Regions from separate parts of the Sus scrofa genome. Here all the other regions are linked to region 5. The links are chromatin contacts, called in public HiChIP or PLAC-seq and promoter capture Hi-C maps. All regions are on one chromosome and are shown on one strand. The core of a region is the stretch at or near the end of the contact, and the rest is flanking DNA. Distances in the headings are between cores, read along the strand shown. Region 1 overlaps OFD1 (oral-facial-digital syndrome 1 protein). Region 2 holds the start of TCEANC (transcription elongation factor A N-terminal and central domain-containing protein). Region 3 holds the start of OFD1 (oral-facial-digital syndrome 1 protein). Region 4 holds the start of RAB9A (RAB9A, member RAS oncogene family). Region 5 holds the start of GEMIN8 (gem nuclear organelle associated protein 8).

Region 1 (2,779 bases), core at 201-2,700, 270 kb before region 5:
GCTTCTCTGGAGTCACTGCCTTGCCCTGGGTCCCAGTGCACATGAAACCATGTATGTACCCTCCGAGAGCAGAGTCTCAGTTTCCCCTAGTCCTGTGGAGCTCCTATAATCTTTCTCCACTGCCCTGCAAAGCCAGCCGCTCTGGTGACACCTCCTCCTGATGTCAGACCCTCAGGCTAGGTAGCCTGACACGGGGATCAGAACTCGTATTCCTGTGAGAGCACTTTGTCTCATTGCACCTTCTTTGTCTTTGGATGTAAAATACCTTTTTTGGTCGGTTCTAGTCTTTTTAGTCGATGGGTGTTGAGTAGTTAGTTGTGATTTTGATGTTTTTGTGAGAGGAGGTGAGCTCAAGTCCTTCTCCGCCATCTCATCCCCTTCCTTTGTGATGTCCAAGCCGAAGACATAATAAACTTCCATGAAACTTAGGGAAGACTGACTGAAAGAGAGTGATGAATTGACAAGATCTGGGCAATCTTTTTCTTGCCTTGGTGCTTAATCTGGTCTCACTTGCTCATGAGATGCTTTGTGCAGAGGGACGGCATCTGCTTTCTGCCTGGACCCTGAGAGCCATTGGCAGATGCACAGATTGAATTGAAACTCAGCGCAATATTGACGGGTTTCGGTAGAGCATTCCGTCTCTGCCTCTGTATGGAAGAGGGTGGGGAGGCGGGCTTTCAAGTTAATTTGAGAATTAGAAAGGATTCTGTTACGTGGAGTATGATTTGAGAGTAGTAAAATAGGCATTTATATGCATTAATTGTGTTTTGAAATTTGTGAGTCAGAATTGCTCATAGTTCTTTTGATAGAATAAATTCAATATTGTGTGCATACAAAGCAAAGGAAGAACAATATGAAACCGCTTGAGCTACTTCTGTGAATTAAATGAGAAAACTCGGGGTTGGTAATGACCAGGCTTTTTTGCCCGCTTAGGCATAACTGAGCCATCTCCTGAGCTGGTGATTTTCCAGAAAGAATTAAAGAAAGCAGAAAATGCTATCATGCTTGAGCATAAGGAGTTTGAAACCCACAAGCAAGCTCTTCAAAAACAGCTGCAAAGCGAAGTGAGTATCTCTCCTCGGGCCCAGGGGTCAGGCCAGTCCGCTGCTTGGATGTGTGAACTTGATGCACACCACACCAGTGTAAATAAGAGTCTTTCTTACATCGGCGATCCCCCGAGATGCTAAAGGTCTCGTTTCCATCCGAGAGAATGCTCTAGTGATTGTGTGACTTGGTATTCGTAATAGTCGCGAAATCCAAAGGCAAGCAGACACAGCTAAAGACAAAATTCCCCAGGTCCTGATGCTGTTCACAGTAGCAGTGTCTCACTTCTCACCCCGTGCCTTGGAAATACTGCTTCCCTCTCTGGAGTTTGCCCAGGCCCTGGAGTAGCTGCTCGGATATGGGTGCAAGAGGAAGTGGACACTTGTGTGGTCTGTTGTTACTTTATAGGGATGTCATGGGTTATGGGCTGTAAAGCTGCTCAGAATTGACCAAGCAAACAAAGGGTGTAAGCCCAGTATGAGAACTGTTCCTTCGAAGTGAGCTGTGATGGGTTTCGAGTTGATTTCTTTCCCTTCTCTAAATCTCTGCAGATTGAGCATTCCGCCCAGCTGAAGGCCCAGATACTGGATTACGATGCTTCTGTCAAGAGGTTAACTATGCAGGTTACTGACTTAAAGTTGCAGCTTAAACAAACTGAGACAGGTTAGAGACATTTTTATCCTAAAAGTGTGTTGTGCATGAAACTTCTGACATTTGTGCAAATGTAAGGCTTATTACTCACTGAATTCATAGTAATTCTCATAGTAGGGAATAAGCTATAGAAACAGCTTCTCTCTTAGAAGTCAAACTGCCTGTCCATTTCAGGGGTAACAGTCAGGTCATCACTTAGAGTGACTTCTCACAGGTGCCCCACGCATGGGAGAGTTTCATTCCGCAAATAGGAAGGGTGTGGTGGTGATGCAGAGGTCCCCAAATTCACCCTGGACCTAGGCTTGCTTGCTTTCTGTCTTTTAAAATTTATTGAAGTATAATAGTTGATTTATAATGTTGTGTTAATATCTGCTGTACAGCGAAGTAGCTCAGTTTTACATACATATTCTTTCTCGTATTCTTTTCCATTGTGGATTATCACAGGGTATTAAATATTAAATCCCTGTTGCTGTACAGTAGGACCTGGTTGTTTATCCATCCCATATGTAATAGTTTGCCTCTGGACCTAGGGAGTTTCCTTTTTTATTTGTCATCCTGACAGTAAGATCAACCTACTCTTCAGTGGTGTTAGACACTCCTTGATAAACGCATACATCCGCTGGAAAGGCAGGGTGGCCTGGCAAAAAGAGCACTGCTGCTGGAATTGGAAAATTGGTTTTGGTCCCCAATTTTGAAGTTGGTTGTTGGGCCTCAGACATATTCCTTTTAACTTCCTTGGGCCTCCGTTTCCCCCTTTGTAGCAAGCATAATAATACCTCCCGGGCTGTGGAGGATGGAGGGGAAATGGGATGGGCTGCAGTACAGTGCCCAGTGCATATAAACCCTCGGGCAGTGGGCCCTGCTATCGTTTTATTCCTGGGTCTCCAGTGGATGGATGCTGCTGCCCCTCCTACTTCTCCCAGGTCTGCCACAGCCTGTATGCTTTGTTTAGCTGCTTTCACGCTCGGCTCAAGTTTCCCTGTGTTCATGGTTCTGAGCCTTCCTTGGTTCCCATTTGCACTTCTCCTCCTCAGGCCCTTGGCCCCTTGTCCCCACGCCACTTTGATTTCTGTCACTTTATCAT
Region 2 (2,700 bases), core at 34-2,533, 380 kb before region 5:
ACAAGGAAAAAACTTTTTTTGTTTTATTTCATGTTTATGTGAAATGATGTTTACTAGACATATTGGGGTAATCATTCCCTGATGTATGTAAGTCACATCGTTATGCTATACATGTTAAACTTACACAGTGCTGTATGTCAATTATATCTCAATAAAACTGGAAGGAAAAAGAGAAAAAGGAAAGCAAAGCTGTGGGATTTGCTCAAGCCTCAAGCTCCAGCCATAGCGCAGTCAAGCGGCAGGGGAGAGCCAACACACCTTATTTCAAGGCACTGGTGAGAAAAAAATAAGTTTCTTCTTACTTACACCCTACACAGCAGTAAATTAGATTAAAAGGTGTCTCGCTTTGTTCTTGTGACAGAAACTATTTTATAGGAATAGCCTTTTGAAACGAATCTTTTGAATTACATCTAGGATAAACCTGCAGTATTTCAACAGTTTTAAAATGGATTGTTGCTGCCACTTTACTAATCACAGCTTTTGTCTCAGTCGTGTCTTCCCTCCTAGGTAAGGTTTATCATATTGCTCACAGAGTCACTCTGCTTCCTAACAGCATCCAGTTCGGAGCAAAGCCCTGCTTCCTTGAACCTTCCTCTGATTAGCAGAGAAAGCTGCCACTTTGTCTAGTTCTATCATCACTCTGTCTTTATTGGATCCTTGCAGGGAAAGACTGTGTACAGGTGGGGCGTGCCGGATGCACAAGTCTACCTAATGGATGTCTTCTATTTTCATATCAACAGAGCCATGCGAGGGGTGCCCTAAGTACTGGTTGAATTTATCACTGCATGAAATATACTGATGATTCACATTTTTGTCCAGTTTTGTGAACATTTAGCTGAGCACCTTTTTTTTTTTTCTTTTTATGACTGCACCCGCAGGCATATGGAAGTTCTCAGGCTAGGAGGTCCAACTGGAGCTGCTACACCACAGCCACAGAAATGCCAGATCGCAGCCGTACCTGCGACCTTCACTGCAGCCTGGTGGCAACGCCAGATCTTTGACCAGATCCTTGACTGGTTAAGCCAGGTCAAGGATTGAAGCCACATCCTCATTAAGACACTATGTCGGGTTCTTAACCAGCCAAGCTACAAGGGGAACTTCTGAGCACCTCTTAAAGCAGGAACCGTACTTTATAGAGTAGCTCAACAAACTTGGCCGCTCAAAAGCGATAACGCGCGTAGTTTCCTTTCGCTCAAGCCCAGGGGCCGACTGTGGGCCCTGGCCACGTGACCTCCTAGAAGGCGGGGCGTCCCCTCGCCCACCGATCGCCCTGCGCAGGCGCCACTTCCCTAGTACGCATGCGCAGGGCGCTGGGTTCGTGCTCCCAGCCGGTGGGCTTGGATTGGGTGAGCCTCTGTGGTCCCGCCCCGGGACCTGGAAGTTCCCACTGGATGGGGGAGAGCTCCGAGGGCTCCCGGTCTGGACCGCACTTCTTGGTGAGCCCGGTTGTGGGTTGCTTGGTGTCTCTGCTCCTGCAGAAAGGCGGGCCTTGTTCCCAGAGTAAGCCTCCCCTTGCCCGGGGAGGCTCTCGGTGCCCTCAGGGACGGGGATGCCCCAAAGCGGCCTGTCTTCCCCTTCCAGCCGAGGTCTTCGGGATGGGCAGATCCCTGGGGGCCGCTGCTGCCTGTGTGCTGGATGCCAGGCTGTCATCCTTGGATGGCTTGTAGCAGCCCTCTTTTGTCGCGCCACCCCACCCACTGAAACCCGAACTTGGGCCAGAGTGGACCCTTGGCGCTGGTTCCTTCCCATCGCTGCACCTTTACTAGGGGTCGTCATAAAGTGAAAGAGCCCTAGCACAGTATTGTGTGACTTGAGAAACTGCAAGTCCTCTACCAACGTTTGGCATCGTTTCTCTCCATAGAGGAAGGGGCTCCCTGTGTAGCTAGAGAGGCGTATGTGGGTTATGGCCAGAAACTTAAAATTTCTCTTTAGACCTTAGACATAGAGATATAAACAGATCTTGGTTATTGCTCATTTGTTACTAGCTTTTGGAAATTTCTCTTTGCTCTTCTTCTCAGGGTTTAGGGTGGACATGTGCACTTTAACCATGTACCATCATGTCAGTTAATATTTACAAGCTTTTACATGCAGTCACTCAACAGATACCTAGGGCTTACTCTTGCTGGCACTGTATAAACTCTTTTTTTAATTTTTAAAGCAGGGCTCTAGAATCACTCTAATTGCCTATTCTGTTTCTTAGCATTATGTATTTATTTATTTTTGCCTGTGCCTCCAGGCACGTGATCCTGCACCACAGCAGTGACCCAAGCCGCTGCAGTGACAACATGGGATCTTTAACCTGCTGTGCCACAAGGGAACTCCTAAACTCTATTTTTGATATGTATTCAGAAGCGAGGGGTATAGGTGTATATCAGCATTGTCTATACTAGAGTATGTTCTAGAACTGTGTTGTTCAGTGCAGTAACGGCCAGCTCCTCAAGGCTATTGAGCTCCTAAAATGGACAGATTGAGATGTGCTTTGAGTGTAAAATAGTGAATTTGGGAGAATTAGTATGAAAAAGAGAATGTAAACTGTCTCAGTTTGTTTATACCAACCAGCATGTTGAAATGGCAATATATGGGGCTTCACTGGATTAAATAAAACGTGCTATTAATTTCACCTATTTTTTTTAACATGGCTACTAGAAAATTTTAAATTATATTTCTGTCTTGCATTATATTGTTGTTAGACAGCACTGC
Region 3 (2,700 bases), core at 18-2,517, 310 kb before region 5:
AGGTTATTTGGGGCAGGGGCTGGCACACCACCGTCTGTGGGCCTATCTGGCCTGGGCCGTCCTCTCCCTGCCACTGTCATCTAAGGCTGCTTCTGCCCACAGCAGCAGAGGGGGGCCGTCACCCAGAGACCATCTGGCCCTTTACAGAACATGGTGGTCCCTGTTTTAAGGGAAAGATGAGAAAAAGTAAAACTGGACACAAAAGGCGAGAGCGATACAAAAGCTATGGGGAAGGAGGCGAACTGGCAATAATTCTCAAGCAAAAGTGAAGGGAGAGGGATGGGAGCTTGAAACTTAACAAGGTGCACAGTGACATCATCCATTCCTGCTGGAACAGGTTTCATAGCTGGAGTTTGCCAAGGGGAGGGCTTACTTTCTTCCAAACAAACACTGAAGCAGCAGCAGGGGAAAAAAATCCTGTAAGGAAATTATGTCTGCCCCTACACACATTTAAGAAGCTGCACAAGACAATATAGTATAAGGAAGATCGCTCCACACGCACACACACACACACCTAGACGCCTGGGAGAGAAGCCCCGGGCTCAGAAGCGCGGGAGCAGCCGCAGAAAGGGGGCTGCGGGCCATGCGGCATAAAGGCGCCACAGCAAGCTGCCCACGGTGTTACCCCACACGCAGCTGAAGAGCCAGGCAGGCAGCTCCGTCCCTCTGACGAGGAGAAGCTGGAAGGGGAAGTGGGGGAAAAGGAAGCCGAGTCTCAGGAAGGGACTGGGGCTTACAGGGCGGGGCGGGCGCCGAGCCGGGCCCCACGCTGGGCAGCGTGCTGTCTGGGAGGAGGGAGGCTTGCTCCCCGGCTCACCCTTCCCCTCGCTGAAACAGGGGCCCTCCCAGCATCTCCAGGGCCTCGAGGAGCGGGGGTCGCTGCAGAGCTGGCACTGGCCTAACCGGGAGCTGAGGCTTCGAAGAGGCTAGAACCGAGGATGTTTCCGCACGTGTGGCTGAGGCGACGCAGGGGAACAGCAAGGCGACGCTGCTCTTCACCGAGAAAGGGAGGAGGAAAGGGAAGGAAGAGGGAGGAAAAGGGACAGGCCGAGTTTGAAAATGCGGTGGAGCCAGAACAGCCGCCCCTCCCCAAGGGGCCCACACCCTGAACCCGGGAGCCTGTGCGGGCTGCTTTACCGGGCAAAGGGCTCAGGCCGCTCAGCAGCAGCCCGGCCAGCGGGCGGGGCGGAGCCGGGGCGGCGGGGCGGAGCTGGGGCGGCGGGGCGGGGCCCCGGGGCCTCCGCTGGGGCCTTAAAGGGAAAGGGGGCGGGCCCGCCCCGCGCGGGGCGGAGCTGTGGGAGGTGGCCCAGGGAGCGACGGCGAGGCCGGCTACAAAGACGGAGGAAGAGGCCGCGAGTCAAGGAACGCGGGAGGTTCGAGAAGCTGGAGAGGGCGAGAACACCCGTTCTCCTCAAGCGCCTCCGGAAAGGACTGCAGCCCAGTGAGACTCGGGTTGGACCTCTACGCTACAGAACGGTAAGCTGCTAATGTGTGTTGTTTTTAAGACACTGAACTTGTGGTAACTTGTTAAGGCCGTAGTAGCAAACTAACACCGTCAAGCTGCAAAATCTGCGGGTATAAGAAAAAGTAAGTACCAGCAGAAAAGTAGAAGGTGCGTCCTCCACAGAGTGGGGACACAAGGAGTTTGTTTACCATGGGACTCGGGTTTCAAGGCCCTGTGGAAAGAGGGGGTGTGGGAGGCTGGCAGTGGTACCCGGAGGTGAAGCCACTCAGAGCAATATGTGGGGTGAGTCTGAAGAGAACCGCCACTGTGCTTTTCCAGCAAGTATCCCCTCTACCCACAGCAGCTGAGCACATAAAAAGTGCTCAGAGCTCACAGAAGGGTGTGTGTGTGTGTGTGTCTGGAACGGAGTATGATGTTGGAATACAGGAAGGGGAATGGAGGAACGGGAGGCATGGGTGGGGGGCGGGGGTAAGGAATAATTGGCCTCTGTAAGGGAGAGAACCTTCTGGAAGCTTCAGTGCCGAGGCCCTTTAAGGCCCTCAGGGGCCTGATTGATGACACCTGTGTTCAAGTCACAAGCTACACCTTTGTGAGAAGGTGTTAAGGTTATTAAGGTGCCAATGAAGAAACCCTCCCTTCCAAGGGACAGCACTCCCACCTGTGGTGAAAACAGCAGTCTCTGGTGGATGGAGTGACAGCTACTTTCAAGAGAGGCAACTGAAGGACTCAACAAGGACTTGCCTGAGGTGGAAGAGCACGTGTGTAGGACGTAAGGAGGAGGGCCCTAACTAGTAAGGAGCAGAAAAAAGGACCGGGAAACTGAGGCTAGCACCAGAAGGGCAAAAGCCCGAAACGAGCTGACATCTGTGGAATAAATACGTTAAGAAAACAAAAGCCTTTCTAGGCTACAATCAGGAAAAAGCAAGGGAGAAGGTCGATTACCTCAAGCACCTGGTACCTAACGGCCAGAGGACACAGGTGTGCAGAATTGCAGTCTTCTCAAAGAATGATTTTCAGGAGTTCCCGTCGTGGCTCAGTGGTCATGAACCGGACTAGTATCCATGAGGACACAGGCCTCGCTCAGTGGGTTAAGGATTTGGCGTTGCCGTGAGCTGTGGTGTAGGTCACAGACACGGCTCGGAGGCTGTGTTGCTGTGGCTGTGGTGTAGGCCAGCAGCTGCCGCTCTGATTTGACTCCTAGTCTGGGGGTGTGGCCTTAAAAAGCCAAACGAGAA
Region 4 (2,700 bases), core at 81-2,580, 340 kb before region 5:
AAAAGTAATTTACCTTTTTCTTTCTTCAGGTGCAAATCATGGCTACACTCAGATATGTTTATATGCCTCACTCACATCTTGGAACAACCTGAGAATCACTTATAGCACCTTCTTAGGGCCCTTTTTTGAAAACTCTTAGATAAGTGAAGGTACAATAATTCCCTAAGTGTATCTGTTAATAGCTGGTTGGTATTAATGGTTGCAGAGATAAACTCTTATTCCATCATTCCTTAATGATTATGAGATATGATTTTCAGGTAGCATTTCCTTAGTGATCCTATGGATTGCTTGTTGCTATTTAGTCCAATGTATTTGACACTATGTATCTTTTTTCCCTTTGGAAAATTAAAACTCCAATGCTCTGATATATTTTATTGTGTAGTTTTAATTATGTCTTAAATAATGATAATATCTCTTCCTCCTCCCTATTTTCATTAGATCTGTATTTTATAAAGCTTTACTCATATTTCCTTGGGGAAATACCCTGCATGGATAAGTTTTTTTTCTATAAAAGAAAAATTCGTTTAAGCTCAAACTAGAACTCAGTCTGTATTACATGCCTCACTTTCACAAGTATTCTAAAATTGTCTTTTATACTTGTGACAGACTCTCTCAAATAGAACCTTTTTAGTGAAAAAACTAATTAGATTCATTACCTGAAAATGACTTCCTAAAGAGCTAGAGGTTAATGATCATGGGCCCAGCGAATAATAAAAGTGAGATCCTTCTCACTGTATGGGAAGGCTTGATTCCATACCTAGAATAAGGAATTAAGAAGAGCTTCCTCAATTCCTAATTTTCCCACTATTTCTTTATATTTAGAGAGGACAGAGGTAGTACTTTATCAACAGAAAGGAAATTTTTAATTTTAATTAACAAAATTCCTGTTACGCCACAATATCCCAGCTGTTTTCACTTTTCGTTTATTTGCTCATTTGTTTCTCATTGTAAGCACAGCATTCTGTGACCGTGTTTATGTGATCTCTTTATTTCCACTTTAGGTCAACTTTTGAAGAGAACTATTATTTCATGCTCACTCTCGCCGCCAGAACGCAGCCGGGGGACAGGAGGAATAGTCGACCCAAAGAAAACCCGTGATTTAGCTATAACAGACAGGCAGAGTGGGTGAGGGCGGGGCGGAGGCGACCTCGGGGCCCCGCCTCCTTTGAGCCTCCGCCCCCTTCTGTCCCCGACCCCGCCAACCAGGCCTTGCCCGGCCTCCCCGGGCCCCGCCTCTCCTTCACCGGGTTCCCCCGCCCCGCCCCGGCCCCGCCCATCAGGCCAGGCCCCGCCCCGGCCCGTCGCCATGTTGTTCCCTCTGTGCTGGACCAGAGCAACCGGAGTCGGACCTGGGCAGTGCAGCCGAGGTGGCCTGTCCGCCTTGTCGTCGACCGTCTCTGTTTCCTCATTACACCTGGACGGGGCGGCTCGGAGCTCCCGGGCGTCCTTCGTGTGGCCGCGAGGTGAGCGGGGCGCGGACTTCCCTCGGGGCCGGGGCCGCCTGCGCGGGCGTCAGGGTCTGAGCGGAGCCCGCGGGCCCCGAGTGCGGCCTGGGCCTCGGGATTTTGGGGCAGGGGGCGCGCGCGGCCTGCACGAGTCCCTCGCCTGCCCCGGGACGGGGCGGGGGAATGGCTCGTTGCCCCCTGCCGCCTATTGACTGACGTAGGTGGAAAGACGGGGTCGTACACCGACACACCCGGGAGAGGGACGGACACTCGCCCCAACACGCGGGGACGCACACACACGGGGAAAGAGATCAGTAAACACCTGAGGACACACCCGAACACCCAGGGAGAGGGGCCCATCCACACAAACCCACGGGGGGGGGGTGGGGAAGAGGCCACATGCCACCGCCGGGGACACACACACACACACAGAGCCACTCAGGCACCCGGGACAACACCCACAGCCCCCAACCTTCCCCACTCCCGCACGAGTCACAGAGGGAAAGCGGAGGCGCCCACGATTCGATATTGGCGACCTCTGACCTGCTTCCCAGGTGAACCTTTGCTAAGGTGTTAGGGCCCCTCGCGAGGGGAGTTGGGAATGTAAAGCCAAACCCTGGGGCTGGAGGCGGTTTGGGGCGTTATCGGATTCACACTCTGGCTAAGGTTTCGATATCATGTACCTTCCTTTCTTCCAACAAGGAGGCAAGATGACAATTGTAAGTGTTGACCAAATAGTTGTGGAGTCAGTTAGGTTTTCGGTGGGTTTTTTTGTTTGTTTGTTTTTTTCTCCTTTTCAAGCGATGACACATCCCGTGACCAGTGTTCTTTTGAGGAATGACCTCTGCGAGGTTCCAAATTGTCACGTGACCATACTCTTTATAGGATTTCGGTGGTCTGATAAAATCAGTACATTTCTGTTGCTTTTAAAAATTAATTGAAAAAAATTTTTTTGTCGTATTTGTCTTCCTGTCACTTGCATCGTTGTCATGGAAAATCCCTAAATTGCCTGTAGTCTCAAAAGCTACAGTGGAACAAAACCAGAGATGAAGGAAGCCCAGTGCTTTTCAGCAAGGGACTTTTAAGAAGACTTTCTTCGTTTCTCTTTTAAGAGCTTAGGTGGAAGTGATAGTACTTGTGTCGAACTCTCACTGTCAGTGCTTTGAATATTTTTGTGTGGACGTCGTAGTAAATTTCCTCCTCCTTTTTTTTTTTTTTTTTTTTGTCCTTTTATGGCCGTGCCCACACCATATAG
Region 5 (2,700 bases), core at 161-2,660:
AATGCAGAATGAAGGGCCAACTGGAGTTCCAACAGTAACACAACTATTTCGTGAATTCTCCGACCTCTACTCTTTGGTTATTTGTTCATTTTTCCCTCCCTATCTATCCTTATCATCCCATCCTATCCTTAAATGTGGCATCCTAAAAACCAAAATAATCCTTCACCATCTGTAAAACACTTTTAGAATGAAAATTCTCTCTGGAGCTTTAGTTTATATCCTTTTCCAAGACAGCCACAAACACAGAGAAGATCTGTACACCTTACTGTAAACTTGCCTTCAGCTATGCCTATCCAAAGTTACTTACTAGCCAACAGTCTTTTAAAATACATGGTTTCTGTTCACAGTGCCACCCCAAAGAGACTGTTATTCCTATAAACTACATTAGTATCAACTGTACTTTTAAAGATTACTGCCACTCCACAATTCATGGGAACGCTGAAAGTAAGTAACTGCAGAAACGTTACTTGTGTTACTAATCTTGAGACTTTCAGGTAATGTTCTGACTTAAGGTCCAAAACAGCTGAATACAGAACCTAGCCTGTGAAACAACTTTAAAAATCATTCCTGAAAGAAATAAAATTCTTCAGAAACTTCTGATTTGTTCTAAGGGACTCTCAGGGTTTCAGAGCTAAAAGGTACTTTGTTGGCTACTGGTTCAACTCCACCTAACTACTAAGAAAGAAAAGTGGGAAAGGACACTCTCCACCACAAGTAAGGTGCAGAGAGGACCACAGGTGGCCAAATGCTCTCCAGATGACTTCCATCAAAACCTCTGACCTCCCACAGAGGTCAACGTGCAAGGGGAAAGAAAACAACAATTTTTGAGTAGATGGGGCCAATATTCTGGACATCCCTCTAAGGATGAAGCTGACCGGGGCGATCTTCTGATACAGGTCTGGGTGGGCAAAGTCTGATTTCACTTTCCAGACAGTGTAACGTAGCATTTCCCGGCACATTAAAATCGCCTGGGTAGCTTTAATAAAATTACCAATGCCTGAGCCCCACTTCGCGCAATTCAAATTTAACTTAACTGCGCATTTAAGTCATCCAGTGATTTTCGTGCATGGCAGAGCCAAGAGGCTCTGGAACCAGTTCCTTCTCACAATTAACCAACGATTTAGGGATCTCATGGGCCTGTGTCCACCTCTTGCCTCAGGATGATAATGACGACAACGTGACGGCCAAGCCCTCAGCTCTCCTGGCCTCAGAGAAAGCCAGGCTCAGAAGCCTGCAAGACCCTCCTTCATTCCCCAAATGAAACCCAGCCGCCCCCGAAGTCACCTCGAGGGCGCGTAAGTTGAGGATCCTGGGCGGTGGGCGAGCAGGGACCTACTTCCGGTGGGAAACTGAGGATGCGGGGAGCAGGAGAGGCTGTTGCCGGGGCGACTACACGTGGGCTTCCGGTAAGGGTGACGCGCCGCGCAGCGCCGGAAGTCCCGCCCCTCGATGTCAACGTCACGTCCTCGCCGCGTTCCGCGCCACGCCGGGGAACTGGCTGGGAATGAAGCTCCTCCCCTTGGGGCGGGGCGTCGGGATCGCCGGTGTAGGGTTTCGCCTCCAGATTGAGGCGCGCGGCTGTAGACCCTCCCCTGTGCTGGGGTCGGGCGTTAAGGCGGGAAGGTGAGGGTCGTTTCTGCGCGGCTGCGGTCCCCGCAGCAGTTCCGCGGCTTTTAGCTTTTCGCCCTTCTCTCAGTTTTCTCACCTTCGTTCCCTGGTGTTTACTTAGCCTTTCCCTTTTCAACTAAAAGGGAGGGTGTTCGTGGCCCCAGGGAGAGACGCCCAGCCATTGAAAATAGTCACCCAGATCAGAGTTTGAGTCCACTTCTAGCCCTTAGTTTATTAACTTCCTTAAGCCGCAGGTTCTCGCCCCGTAGAGGTGACTAATAGTGCAGAGTGGCTGGTGCCTGATAAACATAAATTAGTGCTTATTAGCATTTTTAAAAATCACAGTCATTATCAGCAATACCTGTTCTGTTAGCGTCGCAGAGGATCATTAATAACTAAGCATACTCCACTCAAAGACTGGCACATCCTTTCTGGGGCAATTTGGCAAAATGCTGCAAAAGCCCTAAAAGGGGGCATATTTTTATACTAGAATGTTCACTTCTGAGAATTTATTCCAAGGAAGAAAAAGACGTAAACCGGATGCTCATTGCAGAATTATTTGAAAAAGTGGAAAATAAAGTTATTATACTGAATACACTAATTAAAAAAAAGGAAACTATAAATAGAAACGAAACCAAATAGAGTTATGGAAACTTTGTGAACAAATTTCTATTTGACCAAAAAAAAAAAAAAAAAAAAAAAAAGATGCAGGTAACTGAAAAAAATGCCAAGAAACATGAAAAAAAAAAAAAAGTGGAGAGTGAAAACAACTTAGATTCCTAACATGAGTGGATAGCTTGAAATGTAGTCTGAATTGAGGCGGGCTGTAAGGGTATATTACACAGTGGATATTATAGAATTCGTTTGAGAAAAAGACTAGATCTCATTTTTAAATAGTGACAACATGTTAAGGAAGGACTGTTTAGGTTGGATAAAATATACAAATTGGGAGTTCTCTTGAGGCACAGTGGCTTGGGTTGCTGCTGTGGTGGTGGTTCAGTTCCTTGCCCAGGAACTTCCATAGGCCAAAAACCGTATTTTGTATAAAAATTAATTTTACCTTTTTCTTTTTACTTTATAAATGTGGCTACA

The links. Promoter capture Hi-C pulls out the DNA fragments that hold promoters and counts their contacts. HiChIP or PLAC-seq counts read pairs in DNA pulled down with a chosen protein or histone mark.
Region 1: an H3K27ac HiChIP or PLAC-seq map of alveolar macrophages shows a contact between it and region 5. The contact joins the enhancer-like site here to the promoter of GEMIN8 in region 5. A contact is called at or near these places in 3 of 5 promoter capture datasets (fetal liver, fetal skeletal muscle and liver), 15 of 47 Hi-C or Micro-C datasets (alveolar macrophages, brain, embryonic fibroblasts and 9 more) and 2 of 2 datasets of contacts at active chromatin or transcription factors (alveolar macrophages and skeletal muscle).
Region 2: a contact with region 5 is called in a promoter capture Hi-C map of liver, with 12 times the contacts expected there. The contact joins the promoter of TCEANC here to the promoter of GEMIN8 in region 5. A contact is called at or near these places in 2 of 5 promoter capture datasets (fetal liver and liver), 12 of 47 Hi-C or Micro-C datasets (alveolar macrophages, blood, embryonic fibroblasts and 8 more) and 2 of 2 datasets of contacts at active chromatin or transcription factors (alveolar macrophages and skeletal muscle).
Region 3: a contact with region 5 is called in an H3K27ac HiChIP or PLAC-seq map of alveolar macrophages. The contact joins the promoter of OFD1 here to the promoter of GEMIN8 in region 5. A contact is called at or near these places in 2 of 5 promoter capture datasets (fetal liver and fetal skeletal muscle), 2 of 47 Hi-C or Micro-C datasets (embryonic fibroblasts and skeletal muscle) and 1 of 2 datasets of contacts at active chromatin or transcription factors (alveolar macrophages).
Region 4: a contact with region 5 is called in an H3K27ac HiChIP or PLAC-seq map of alveolar macrophages. The contact joins the promoter of RAB9A here to the promoter of GEMIN8 in region 5. A contact is called at or near these places in 2 of 5 promoter capture datasets (fetal liver and liver), 1 of 47 Hi-C or Micro-C datasets (heart right ventricle) and 1 of 2 datasets of contacts at active chromatin or transcription factors (alveolar macrophages).

The regions. Positions count from the first base shown.
Region 1 is chrX:10,403,116-10,405,894 of Sscrofa11.1, forward strand. It overlaps OFD1 (oral-facial-digital syndrome 1 protein), which reads left to right. Exons shown (of 23, transcript XM_021079582.1): 14 at 934-1,064; 15 at 1,596-1,707. Among named protein-coding and RNA genes, the nearest start is that of TRAPPC2, 38 kb to the left of the region's middle. Within about 2 kb of position 1,451, at least 1 of the 83 cell types and tissues checked has an H3K27ac peak or open chromatin away from gene starts, as enhancers often do. A contact at or near this core is called in alveolar macrophages, where this site is marked.
Region 2 is chrX:10,292,393-10,295,092 of Sscrofa11.1, forward strand. TCEANC (transcription elongation factor A N-terminal and central domain-containing protein) reads left to right here and starts at 1,284. Exons shown (of 2, transcript XM_003134933.4): 1 at 1,284-1,436.
Region 3 is chrX:10,360,136-10,362,835 of Sscrofa11.1, forward strand. OFD1 (oral-facial-digital syndrome 1 protein) reads left to right here and starts at 1,268. Exons shown (of 23, transcript XM_021079582.1): 1 at 1,268-1,476. The region is part of intron 1 of TRAPPC2 (trafficking protein particle complex 2); the gene reads right to left.
Region 4 is chrX:10,326,814-10,329,513 of Sscrofa11.1, forward strand. RAB9A (RAB9A, member RAS oncogene family) reads left to right here and starts at 1,331. Exons shown (of 6, transcript NM_001244747.1): 1 at 1,331-1,463.
Region 5 is chrX:10,669,777-10,672,476 of Sscrofa11.1, forward strand. It overlaps GEMIN8 (gem nuclear organelle associated protein 8), which reads right to left and starts at 1,411. Exons shown (of 5, transcript NM_001244865.1): 1 at 1,285-1,411.